Linked DNA regions of Pan troglodytes: region 2 is linked to region 1. A link is a contact called in public HiChIP or PLAC-seq data. All regions are on one chromosome and are shown on one strand. The core of a region is the stretch at or near the end of the contact, and the rest is flanking DNA. Distances in the headings are between cores, read along the strand shown.

Region 1 (5,519 bases), core at 2,101-4,600:
GAGCCCAGCTCAGGGCAATGGGGCAAACAACTAACTCATTCTGGAGTCTGCTATATACCCAGTGTGATCCACCAGCTGTCTTGCCCATTTCTCATGACAAAGCCAGGAGTCTTTATCCCCACTGCACAGAGAAGGAAACCAGCTCAGAGAGGGGAGCCACTTTCCCAGCATGTCCAGGTGAGGGTGGCAGAACTAAGGTGGGAGAAGCCTGTCAACCTACAAGGCCTGAGCCCTTGAAGCTATGCCTTGTGGATCCGCAACCCACACCAAGTGCTCCAGAGGGACCTCTGGCCAGGAGCCTCTACCGGCATCAACAACTCCTCCAACCCATCTCTCTAGCATTCAATCCCGGAATCAAAGTTGGAACCCCCATCTACAGCCTAACCTACCTCTTCCAAGAACATGGCTGATTTATTCCTTGGGAAATTCTGGCCGCCCTTGGACTCGGGCATTAGGGGAATCAGGAAGGGGTGCCATCAAGATGCAGGTGGGGATGGACGCCCCTTCGGTATGGGCACAAAGAACCCACCTCGGCTGTACACTCGCTGACAGAGTTCCTCCACCCGGCGCTGTAGGCGGTCTGAGGCCTCTACCACACGAGACACAGCTGCCTTGGAGAACTCCATTCGGCCTTGCAGCTCCAGCTCCACCTCCTCACTGCTGCTGGCACCCAGTGCCACCACAAAAGCCAAGGCCGGCTCACTGAGAGGGGGCCGCAGCTGCATCAGCAAGGGGTCTGGAAGGAATGGACAGACCCTCATGAGGATAAGAGCAGCAGTTACTACCACTCTGTACCAAGTCCCAGACTGAGCCCTTCAATACTCATGGTTCACTTAATTAACACAATCTATAGTGCACTATTATCTCCATCCTGAAAGTGAGACAAATGAAATTCAGGGAAGTAAAGTAATTTCCTCAAAGCTACAGAGTTGTGTATCACATCCTCAGGGAAGCTTCCTGTACTTTACCAATATAATTAGAATCACACACACATGCACGCACACACAATCATTCCGTTTCAGGAGCCCCAGTACTTTCTGCTTACTATGTTTATAATTTCCTCCCTCATAGCAAGTGCAACACTCATTTCTAGGAAGTGTCAAATACATAGTTAATACTCAACCACAATACTGTTTTGAAACAAATGGGTGTCAAAACATGAATTGCTCTATAAACCAAGTTAGTCAGAGTCTAAAGCCTGTGTTTTTGTGCACTGCACTTTACTGCCCAAACATGAAATCCATTTCGTGAGAAGTAGTAAGATAGGCAATTCAGGGGCCCAACACCAAAGTCCCCTCCTCCCCAGGACTTCTCCCAGAACTTAAGCTCCCCAGATCCCAGCACTCTGGTCCTACCTCTCAGCTCTGATGTCCCCGGCTCTGGGAGAGGAGTCCCATCACATGTTGGCCCCTCCTGGGTCCCAGGTGCCTCAGGCGCTGAAGACAGCTCCCCCTGGCTCTCATGGCATCGGAGAAGGGCTTCCACAGTTTCATCCAGCTGGAACGAGAAAACATCAAAAATGTTATGAATCCCTTAGTGCTTTCCAACATGATACTCCTTTCCTAGCAGGGGAATCTGGAGATTGGCAGCTGAATCAAGGCCTGTTCTTTGAAAGCAGAAGGTATCCACCTGGGCCCAGTAACGATTGACGATGAGGAGTGTGGCATCATCTGTGGCCTGCCGCTTCTCCAACTTCTCAATTCGTTCTCGGAGTTCATCTTCACAAGCCTGCCGTTGTTCCAGCCGCTCTGCCAGTTTCTTGTTCTTGAACTGTAGTACCTTCAGGTCCATCTCCTCCTACCAAAGGAAACAAAGGGGCCGACGAGAGCGTCAAGCACGGCCCACAAACCAATCACAGAGAGAGAGAGAGGAGCAGAGCATCTGCAATGCATGGGAGATGGAGGTATTCCCACACTAACCGCTAACAGAATCTAAGGAGGCTCAGACAACACACAGCGAAAGTGTCTTTGTTGTGAGGAGGCTCACGTTGTTTCTGCCTGTCCCCTTGAAAATCCTTAGTCTTTGACAAGTCACACGCCCCCTGGAAACCTGTTTTCCTATCTGTAAAAGGAAGACAGGCGTCGTGTTCTGAGCTTCTTTCTGACCTTTCTTTCAAGGTCCTGTAACGCGGACCTTGCTAAACCTGGGGAAGTGGGTGTAAGATTCCGCACAGTTTGGCCAGAGAACAGAGGGAGGGCTCTGGGAAGTCCTGAGGGTTAAGGCAAGAGCCCACGAACCGTGGAAGAGATGCCTCCAAGACGAATGGGCTCGATAAGAGTCGTGGTGGTCTTCTCCTCACGACTCAGCTTCTTCTCCGGGGGCCCTGAGCCCCCGTCGCCGGCGGCGCGTTTGTTGCCTGGCCCAGACATGGCCGCGGCGGCTGGAGCGGCGCAGGGTCCCCTGAGGGGCGTCAGACGGGAGGAGGCGGTACTTCCGTCACCTGCAGAAGACACAGAGCAGAGATGTGGGAACGGCTGGTGTTCCACAGCCCCAAACACCCTCCACCCTGCACACACCTGCTGGATCCCGTCCCCCCCGGCGCCAGAGCCCTCACCAGCAGCAGGGTCAGCCTAGCGCCGCCATCTTGGATTTCACCGGACGTCACTGGACGTCACTGGCCCCCCCCAACGGTGCGCAGGGCGCAGGCGCCAAAGGCAGCCCCGGATGTGAGGAAACTCCTTTATCTTCTGCTTCTATTGGTTACGCTTGGTCCCGCCACTCGGGTCCTCTGGCTTCTTCCCAAACACCTCCTCTTTCTCTCGGTGATTGGCCAAGAGGCAGTTCCCATAGTAACTGACACCGCGCTCCCACTTCCCAGCCTGGAGGACAGCGCCGGCCCTCGTATTAGCAACCTGGAAGAGAGGGCGCCCAGGTGGGCACTCGCAACTTCTTACGTATCTGCGCGTTCTCTTCGCACCCACTGGCGTGAGCCTGCGCTTTCCGCCTTCCTTCCCTCACAAGCCCCCGTGGCAACCGTCGCCGTTGAGACGGAGGGAGACGCCCCCACGGATTCGCCCCGCCGCGCCTCTCCGCGCGTAGATTGGCCGGAGCGAGGCGAACGGGCCCGGCCTTGGTAGCCGCCGACCGAGCGCTGGCTGTCCTGGAACCTAGGCGGCGGGAGCCCGGGGCGCCCCGCGGCACGGAAGAGCGGCGAGATGCTCAACCGCAAGACCAGCCACTTTTTGGGAATGAGGGTGCAGTCGGAGCTTGAACATCTCTCCGAGCTGCGGCGGGAAGCGGGGAAGGATCGCAGCTCAGTGCATGGGTCGGCCGCGCGGACGCGTGCGAGTGTGCGGACTCAGTGGACGACGGCGGCGGCGGCGACGAAAGCGGATGAAGGCCCTGGAGCCAACTTGTTTCCGGTGAGGGCGGGACAGTCTGGTCTGCTCGTGAATGTTTATAAACCGGCTCCCCCGCAGGCGCCACCTGTCATTATGCTTACTAACGTTCGGGACGTCTCCCGGGCTGCTTGGGCGAGCAGAGGCAGGGGTGTGTGACCCCGGTGGTTACTGTGCTCGCGTAGAGCACCTAGGGCCTGCTGAAGCCCTCCCTCGCCCGCGCCTCTCCTTCTTAGTCCTTGAGATGAGATGGCAAGTTACAGCGGCTTCTCCGGCCTGCTGGAGATTCGCTACGGGCCAGGACACCGCAGCTGCCTTCCCCAATTCGCTTTCTTTCCGCAGCCGCCGCTGCCCCGGCCCCGGATCTGCATGTGGTGAGTGTGAAGAGACAAAAATTACACTGAATATTTGCGTTCTTTATTGTCTCCCCAACAGTCCTGTCTGTGGCCAGGGCATCCCCATTTTACAGATGAGACTGAGGCCTGGAGATGCAATTACTCCAGGTGACTGGAAGTTGGCTTTCCAGCCTCTCCAGTCCAAAGAGGAGGCAGTGTGAGAAAAAAAGAGCCAAAGACAGAATGTAAATGGAGTCTCATGGCCGCTAAGGAGTATTGTACAGAGGGGGACACTGAGGGCCACAGGGAGTACTTGACCAAGGTCATACAAGGTAGTGGCAGAGCAGAAAAAAGAATTCAAGATTCCTAACCCTAGGCTTTAGAAATGGAGAGGCTCATAAGAGTTCATTTAGGCCCAGAGAGTTAACGATTTGCATAGTCACACAGCAAGCTGGCAAAAGAGCCCAGCTTCACGCCGGTGGCCAACTCCCAGTCTCACGCACTAGCTGTCACAGCCCTGTCATGATAGGTAACGGCCACCAATACTCTTTTTCTTTTACTATAACAGGAAGTACCTGGACGTCCATTCCATGCACCAGCTGGAGAAGACCACCAATGCTGAGGAGATGAGGGAGTAGGGACTGAGGGGGGCGTGGGAAGAGCTCTTGGCAAAGGCTGAGGGGTCAGGTTGGGAAAACATGAGGAATGGCTGACTCCAAAGCATGTGGTGGGTGTAGGGTGATGAAAGGAGGCCCAGTTGTCACTCACTCCTCTCTCCCTCCGAAGGGTGCTGGCTGAGCTGCTGGAGCTAGGGTGTCCTGAGCAGAGCCTGCGGGACGCCATCACCCTGGACCTCTTATGCCACGCGCTCATTTTCTGCCGCCAGCAGGGCTTCTCACTGGAGCAGACGTCAGCAGCTTGTGCCCTGCTCCAGGATCTTCACAAGGCTTGTATTGGTGAGAGGGGGCAGCTACCAGGTTTGAGCCTCAGGGAGAAGAGGAACCGGGGCTGGCACAAGTGACCATGGGAAGCAGAAGCAGGGGATTTCTGCCTGGAATATGTCATTATTAGTAGCATCATCATACACAAGCCATCAGCTTTCCAATCCACTGCTTCCTTATCTAGAAATTAAGGATACAGCACACATTTTACAGGACTGTCCTGAGAAATAATATATGCAAATATATGCATAGTGCACAATAACACCTGCTTTAGAATGTTTAATAGCTCTTGCTTCAGAATGTTTAATAGCTGAAATGATCTATTTCTTGGTTTATTCCCCTAGAATATAAGCTTCGTAAGGGCAGGACCTTGTCTGTCTTGTTCAGTGCCTAAAACAGCATACAGTGGGCATATAGTGGGTATTCAATATTTGTTACATGAGTTAAGGAAACAAGCCAGTGCTGAAACCCAGATCTGTCTGCTTCTGAAGCTCATGGTCATAAACAGCTGTTGAGTGAAGTGAATGAATGGATACCAGAGAGGGCCTCACTGCTGCATCTTGCTTTCCCTACCAGCAACCCCCTTGGGCAACGTGGAGGAGTGCTACCGCTACTTCACCAGTGTCCTTTTTTGCCATGGAGTCAGGGTCAGTTCCCCTGGAACATTCTGGAACCTTTACCCATCCCCAGACAAGGTCTCACTCAGTCTCTCTCACATTCATCACCCTTATCTTCTTGTGAAGACCCCAGTGGGCTCTCCTTGCTCCTGTTGCTGGGCTTTTGGAGGCAAAGCCAGGGCTCCGGAAGGTAGTCAGGGTTCTAATTCCGAGTCACCACCACAGCGGCCTCCTTTCAGCATCGACCTCTTCAAAGAGCAACAGCTGCTGGCCTTGGAAGACTACGTG
Region 2 (5,519 bases), core at 1,490-3,989, 130 kb before region 1:
AACAACATGGATACATTCTGAGAAATGCATCCTTAGGCGATTTCATCGTAGAGTACGTAAATACATCGTAGAGTGTATTTACACAAACCTAGGTGGTACAGCCTGCTACACGCCCAGGCTATGTGGTGTTAGTCAATTGTTCCTAGGCTGCAGACCTGGACAGCATGTTACAGTACAGCAGGCAACTGGAACACAGTGGTATTTGTGTATCTAAACATAGAAAAGGGCCGGGTGAGATTGCTGATGTCTGTAATCTTAGCATTTCGGGAGGCCAAGGCAGGTGGATTGTTTGAGCCCAGGAGTTTGGGACCAGCCTGGGCGATATGGTGAAACCCCATCTTTACAAAAAATACAAATATAAGCCAGGCATGGTGGCACATGCCGGTAGTCCCAGCTACTTGAGAGGCTGAGATGAGAGGATCACTTGAACCCCGGGAGGTCGAGGCTGCAGTGAGCTGTGAGTGTGCCACTGCACTCCAGCCTGGGCAACAGAGTAAGACTCTATCTCTAAATAAATAAATAAATAAATAAAAACATAGAAAAGCTACAGTTAAAATACATATATATGTATGTATTTTATTATATAATATATATCGGTTAGGCGTGGTGGCTCACGCCTGTAATCCCAGCACTTTGGGAGCCCGAGATGGGCAGATCACTTGAGGTCAGGAGTTTGAGACCAGCCTGGCCAACATGGTGAAACCCCATTTCTACTAAAAATACAAAAATTAGCCAGGCATTGGGCCCAGTGGCTTACGCCTGTAATCCCAGCCCTTTGGGAGGATGAGGTGGGCGGATCACTTGAGGTCAGGAGTTTGAGGCCAGCCTGGCCAACATGGTGAAACCCCGTTTCTACTAAAAATACAAAAATTAGCCAGGCATTGGGCTCAGTGGTTCACGCCTTTAATCCCACACTTTGGGAGGATGAGGCGGGCGGATCACTTGAAGTCAGGAGTTCGGGACCATCTGGTGAAACCCTGTCTCTACTAAAAATACAAAAATTAGGCATGATGGTGGGTGCCTGTAATCCCAGCTACCAGGGGGCCTGAGGCATGAGAATCGCTTGAACCTGGGAGGAGGAGGTTGCATTGAGCTGAGATCAGGTCACTGCACTCCAGCCTGGGTGACAGACCGAGACTTCGTCTCAAAAAAAAAAAAAAAAAAATTGTCCGGGCGCAGTGGCTCACGCCTGTAATCCTAGCACTTTGGAGGGCTGAGGCAGGTGGATCACGAGGTCAAGAGATCAATACCATCCTAGCCAACATGATGAAACCTCGTCTCTACTAAAAATACAAAAAAAAAAAAAAAATTAGCTGGACTTGGTGGCACACGCCTGTAGTCCCAGCTACTTGGGAGGCTGAGGCAGGAGAATTGCTTGAACCCAGGAGGCAGAGGTTGCAGTGAGCCGAGGCCACTGCACTCCAGCCTGGCAACAGAGAAAGACTCCATCCCAAAAGAGAAAAAGAGAGAGAGAGAGAGAGACGGAGTCTCGCTCTTTCGCCCAGGATGGGGTGCAGTGGTGCAATCTTGGCTCACTGCAGCCTCGACCTCCTGGGCTCAAGCGATCCTCCTGCCTGGGTCTCCTGTGTAGCTGGGACTACAGGCATGCGCCACCACGCCCGGTTAATTTTTGTATTTTTTTGTAGAGACAGGGTTTCGCCATGTTGCCCAGGCTAAAAATGCATAGAATCTTATGGGACCTCCATTGTCTGTGCGGTCCACCTGTTGACCAAATGTTGTTATGCAGTGCATGACTGTACTGCCTCCTCAGTGAAGCCTCCAGAATCACTTCTCCTTTATAAACGAACTCCTTCCTTTGACTTAAGGCCATTTGCATGAGTTCCAGGGTAGCTCTTTTAATGGCTTTTCTGTGTGTATCTGCCTTAGCCTGAGAGCCCTTTGAGGACAGGACTTACATATTTCTACCTCAGTGACTGCTAGTGGACTTCAACATCATCGAAGTACAGAACTTCATATCAAAATGTGCCTTGAAGGCCCATTTTACAGATAGGGAGACTGACTTCCATTTCCATTTCTCTCCCTGATGCCCCATCCATGCAAGGCGCTGGCCTGGCTAGTCAGCGAATCAAGGTCCGCAAGAGCCAGTGTCTGGCCCCGGGAGGGACTCCATTTCCCGAAACGCACAGCGCGCGCCCGATGCGTGCTGGGGAATGTAGTCCTGACCCGGTGCCCCGCCCCCGCCCCACCCCCGAAGTTTCCCAGCACCAGTCGCGATCCTCAGCAGCCCAGACTTTCGTCTCCTGTTGTCACTCACTACTTCCTGTGACTCCAAGACTGTCTTCCCGTACTCTACCCCTTCCTTCAGCCCCCCAGCTCTGATTCTTTCCCGAGACTCAGTGGACGCAGGGGTCCTGCCCCAGCCCCGACCCCAGTCCTCCCCCTGGGTGTACTCGAACCGGTGATCTAAGCCCTGAGCCCAGGTCCCTGAAACCTCAGCCCCAGGCCTCCTCTAAACCCTAGCGCCTGCTGTTTCTCACAACTCACCCGCTCACTCGTTACCTGACACCGGAGCCCTGCCCTTCCCCGCCAAGGCCGCTCCCCTCCCGGACCCGGGGGTGGCGGAAACCCAGACCCCCAGCTCCCAATCCCTCTGACTCCTGCGCCCCTCAGCGACCCGGCGTCCGGTCCCTCAGCCCCTTACCCAGACTTCCCTCCCTCCGGCTCATGCTGGCCCCTGGCTGATCCCGGCTCCCTTCACGCCCCCCTTTCGAGGGGGGAGAAAGGGGAAAGGGCTGGGGGCGTGGCCCGGGCGCAGCCAATCAGAGCCCAGACCCCAAACATTTCATCCTACCCCCCCTTTTGAGACAGGATTCCTTGGCCCTGAGCTCAGCTCCTCGTCCGTGGGGCCTAGTGGGGGAAGGGGCCCGAGGGGGAAGGCAAGTTGTCTGCCGGGTGGACAGGACCTCGGGGCTGGGGGTGTCAGGGCCTGGGAGGCAGCCCAATGTTCTGCCGCGGGCTCAGGCTTGGACCTGAGGCAGGGGCTGCTTTGGGTGTAAAGCTGAGGAGACAGGAGAGGGAACTGCCGGACTGGCAGGACAGGAATGCGCAGGCCCTCTCTCTAGTCTGGGGCGCGGCTTGCGAGGGAGGCTACGATGGGGGCCGTCAGGCTTGGGGCACGTTTGTCCAGACATATATCTCCTGGCCTATCTTAGATGGCTTCCAATCTCATTGTCACACCCACCAGGAGGGAGACAGATACACTGCTCTCCTCTTCTTAGCAGGCCTAGTAACAATCACACACCCCCCCCCCCCACCCCACCCCCAGGAGAACAAGCTACAGAGACCTGGACAGGAAGTCACACCCATACGTCAACCCCATTAACCTGGTGTAGACGGAAAGCAAGGCACATAGGGATGATCCATACTTGGTTTCTGGCCCCCGCGAGGGGCCCGCGGTCTGTCGAGGAAGCCCATAGACAACAGCAGCTAATGGGGTTTGTGAATGAAGACGAGGAGGCCCGTGTGTGTGTGCGCTTGCGTGTGTCTGCGTGTGTGCGTGCATGCGGACGTGTGTGCGTGTGAGCATGCGTGTGTGCGAGTGGATTTGTGTGCGTGTGAGTGTGCAGGTGTGCGCGTGTGTGCATGTGCGCGTGCATGTGTGTGCGTGTGTTCGTGTGAGTGGGTGTGTGTATCGCCGTGAGCAGACAATTGCTGGAATAAAGGAAGAAAGAGTTTAACTGGAGAGGGCACAGCAGATAGAATTGAGCCAGACAATTGGTAGGGCCCACAATCACATGTGTATTAACTGTAAATATTTATTGGGCATTTACCATGTGCTGGGCACTGTTCTAAGAGCCATATGCATATTAACTAACTCCTGTGTTATAGATGCGGAATAGAGAGAAGTGACTTGTCCAGGGTAACACAGTTAGGTGTAGCACAGCTGGGATTTTACCTAAGCAGCTTGGCTCAAAAAAATGCTGTCTTAACCATGCTCCTAACCCCTTATACCCTTAACCTCTGGACATGGTCACGCCCAAATTCACAGACACAACAGCCACACCTTGAAACACACACACACACACAACAGCAGCACAAATTTTGACATGGTCTTATCTGCTGACAAGCCAGCCTCAAATAAAGTCAACCAAGACACACTCATTTTATTTAAGTAGTGTACATTTTATTTAAGTCATGTGATGGATTTTCACAGAATACATATGCCCAGGGAACCAGCACCAGATTACACAACAGAACTGGATCAGCTCCCAGAAGCTCTCCCCTCGTCCCCTCCCAACCCTAAGGGCGACCACTATCTTGACTTTGGTGAACTATAAATTAGTTTTGTCTGGTTCTGAACGTAATACACCTGGAACCATCTAGTATGTACTGTTGTATTTGGCTTCTGTCACTCAAGATTTCATCATGCGACTTGTCTATGTTGCTGTGTGTAGCCGGGCATGTCAATCCCGTTGCTGTGTCTATGTGCATGGTAGTGAGTAGGGCATCATTCATTTTCCATTCTGTTGATGGGTTATTTCCAGTTTGGGGCTGTTATGAAAGGGCTCTGAACATTCCCATGCACCCTCTTGATGCTCACACCTACACATTTCTGCTGGGTGTTGACAGCCTAGGAGTGGAACTGCTGGATCACAGAGGTGGCATATGTTCGGCTTCATTAGAAAACTGCCAGTTTTCCAAAATGTCTCTACCAATTTACACTCCCCCAGAAATACAAGAGAGGTCCAGTCGCTCTACTTTCTCGCCTCCACACGGTGCGGTCTTTTTCACTTTAGCCATTCTGGTGGTGGAGACCCACTCGTATTCGCAGCGCCTGGAGCGTAATTGGCACTCAGTTAACAAGACCGTTGAATGAATGGATGACTGAGTAAGTTGGGCGGTGTAGACCAAGAGCCTGGCGAGGGCGGACACACGCACGCACTCCACACACAGCGTTTCGCGGACACCCACCGCGGCTCACGCAGCGCAGGACACAGACCCTGTCGCGCACCCCGCGCCCACGTGGTCTGAACACACGGCCTCGGCCCTGCCTCGCGCGTCCGGTCGCAACTCCCGCTCTCCGTCCCCAACTCGCGCGTCCGTCCCCAACTCCCGCTCTCGGCGGCGGGCAGGGGGCGCTCCGCGTCCAGGCGCTCCAAGGGGGCGGGCCCGGGTCGGGGCGGGGCCGGCCGGGCTTCCAGGCCTGGGCTCTGGCCGCCCGCGCCACCGGGCCGCTCCGGGGACAGGCCGGGGCGGGGCGCGGCGGCAGGAAACGGGGCGGGGACTCGCGGAGGCGTTGGGGACGAGAGAGGGCGCGGCCAACTCCCGGGGGGACGGCAGGCCGAGAGCGCGGCGCCTGGGCCTGGCGCCGAGCCTGAGCCCGCCGGACGGGAGGCGGCCCCGCCGCGGGCTCGGCCCCGGCCCCAGCCCCAGCCCCGCCAGCATGGCCGGCCGGACTGTACGGGCCGAGACCCGGAGCCGGGCCAAGGATGACATCAAGAAGGTGATGGCGACCATCGAGAAGGTCCGGAGATGGTGAGCGCTGCTCGGGGGCCAGG

What was found. HiChIP or PLAC-seq counts read pairs in DNA pulled down with a chosen protein or histone mark.
Region 2: a contact with region 1 is called in an H3K4me3 HiChIP or PLAC-seq map of stem cell-derived excitatory neurons, with 6 times the contacts expected there. The contact joins the promoter of CTF1 here to the promoter of RNF40 in region 1. A contact is called at or near these places in 1 of 7 Hi-C or Micro-C datasets (stem cell-derived neural progenitor cells) and 1 of 1 datasets of contacts at active chromatin or transcription factors (stem cell-derived excitatory neurons).

Annotation. Positions count from the first base shown.
Region 1 is chr18:34,786,432-34,791,950 of NHGRI_mPanTro3-v2.0_pri, reverse strand. It overlaps RNF40 (ring finger protein 40), which reads right to left and starts at 3,350. Exons shown (of 20, transcript XM_016929710.3): 1 at 2,555-3,350; 2 at 2,238-2,440; 3 at 1,630-1,797; 4 at 1,356-1,497; 5 at 530-736. The coding sequence starts at 2,369. CFAP119 (cilia and flagella associated protein 119) reads left to right here and starts at 2,679. Exons shown (of 9, transcript NM_001246401.1): 1 at 2,679-3,362; 2 at 3,681-3,712; 3 at 4,242-4,307; 4 at 4,460-4,629; 5 at 5,191-5,261; 6 at 5,457-5,519. The coding sequence starts at 3,156.
Region 2 is chr18:34,920,769-34,926,287 of NHGRI_mPanTro3-v2.0_pri, reverse strand. CTF1 (cardiotrophin 1) reads right to left here and starts at 2,739. Exons shown (of 3, transcript XM_523348.8): 1 at 2,663-2,739. The coding sequence starts at 2,687. It overlaps BCL7C (BAF chromatin remodeling complex subunit BCL7C), which reads left to right and starts at 5,156. Exons shown (of 6, transcript XM_016929717.4): 1 at 5,156-5,496. The coding sequence starts at 5,405. It overlaps MIR762 (microRNA mir-762), which reads right to left and starts at 5,445; the gene lies at 5,371-5,445. It overlaps LOC104002578 (a long non-coding RNA gene), which reads right to left. Exons shown (of 2, transcript XR_674931.4): 2 at 4,123-4,795.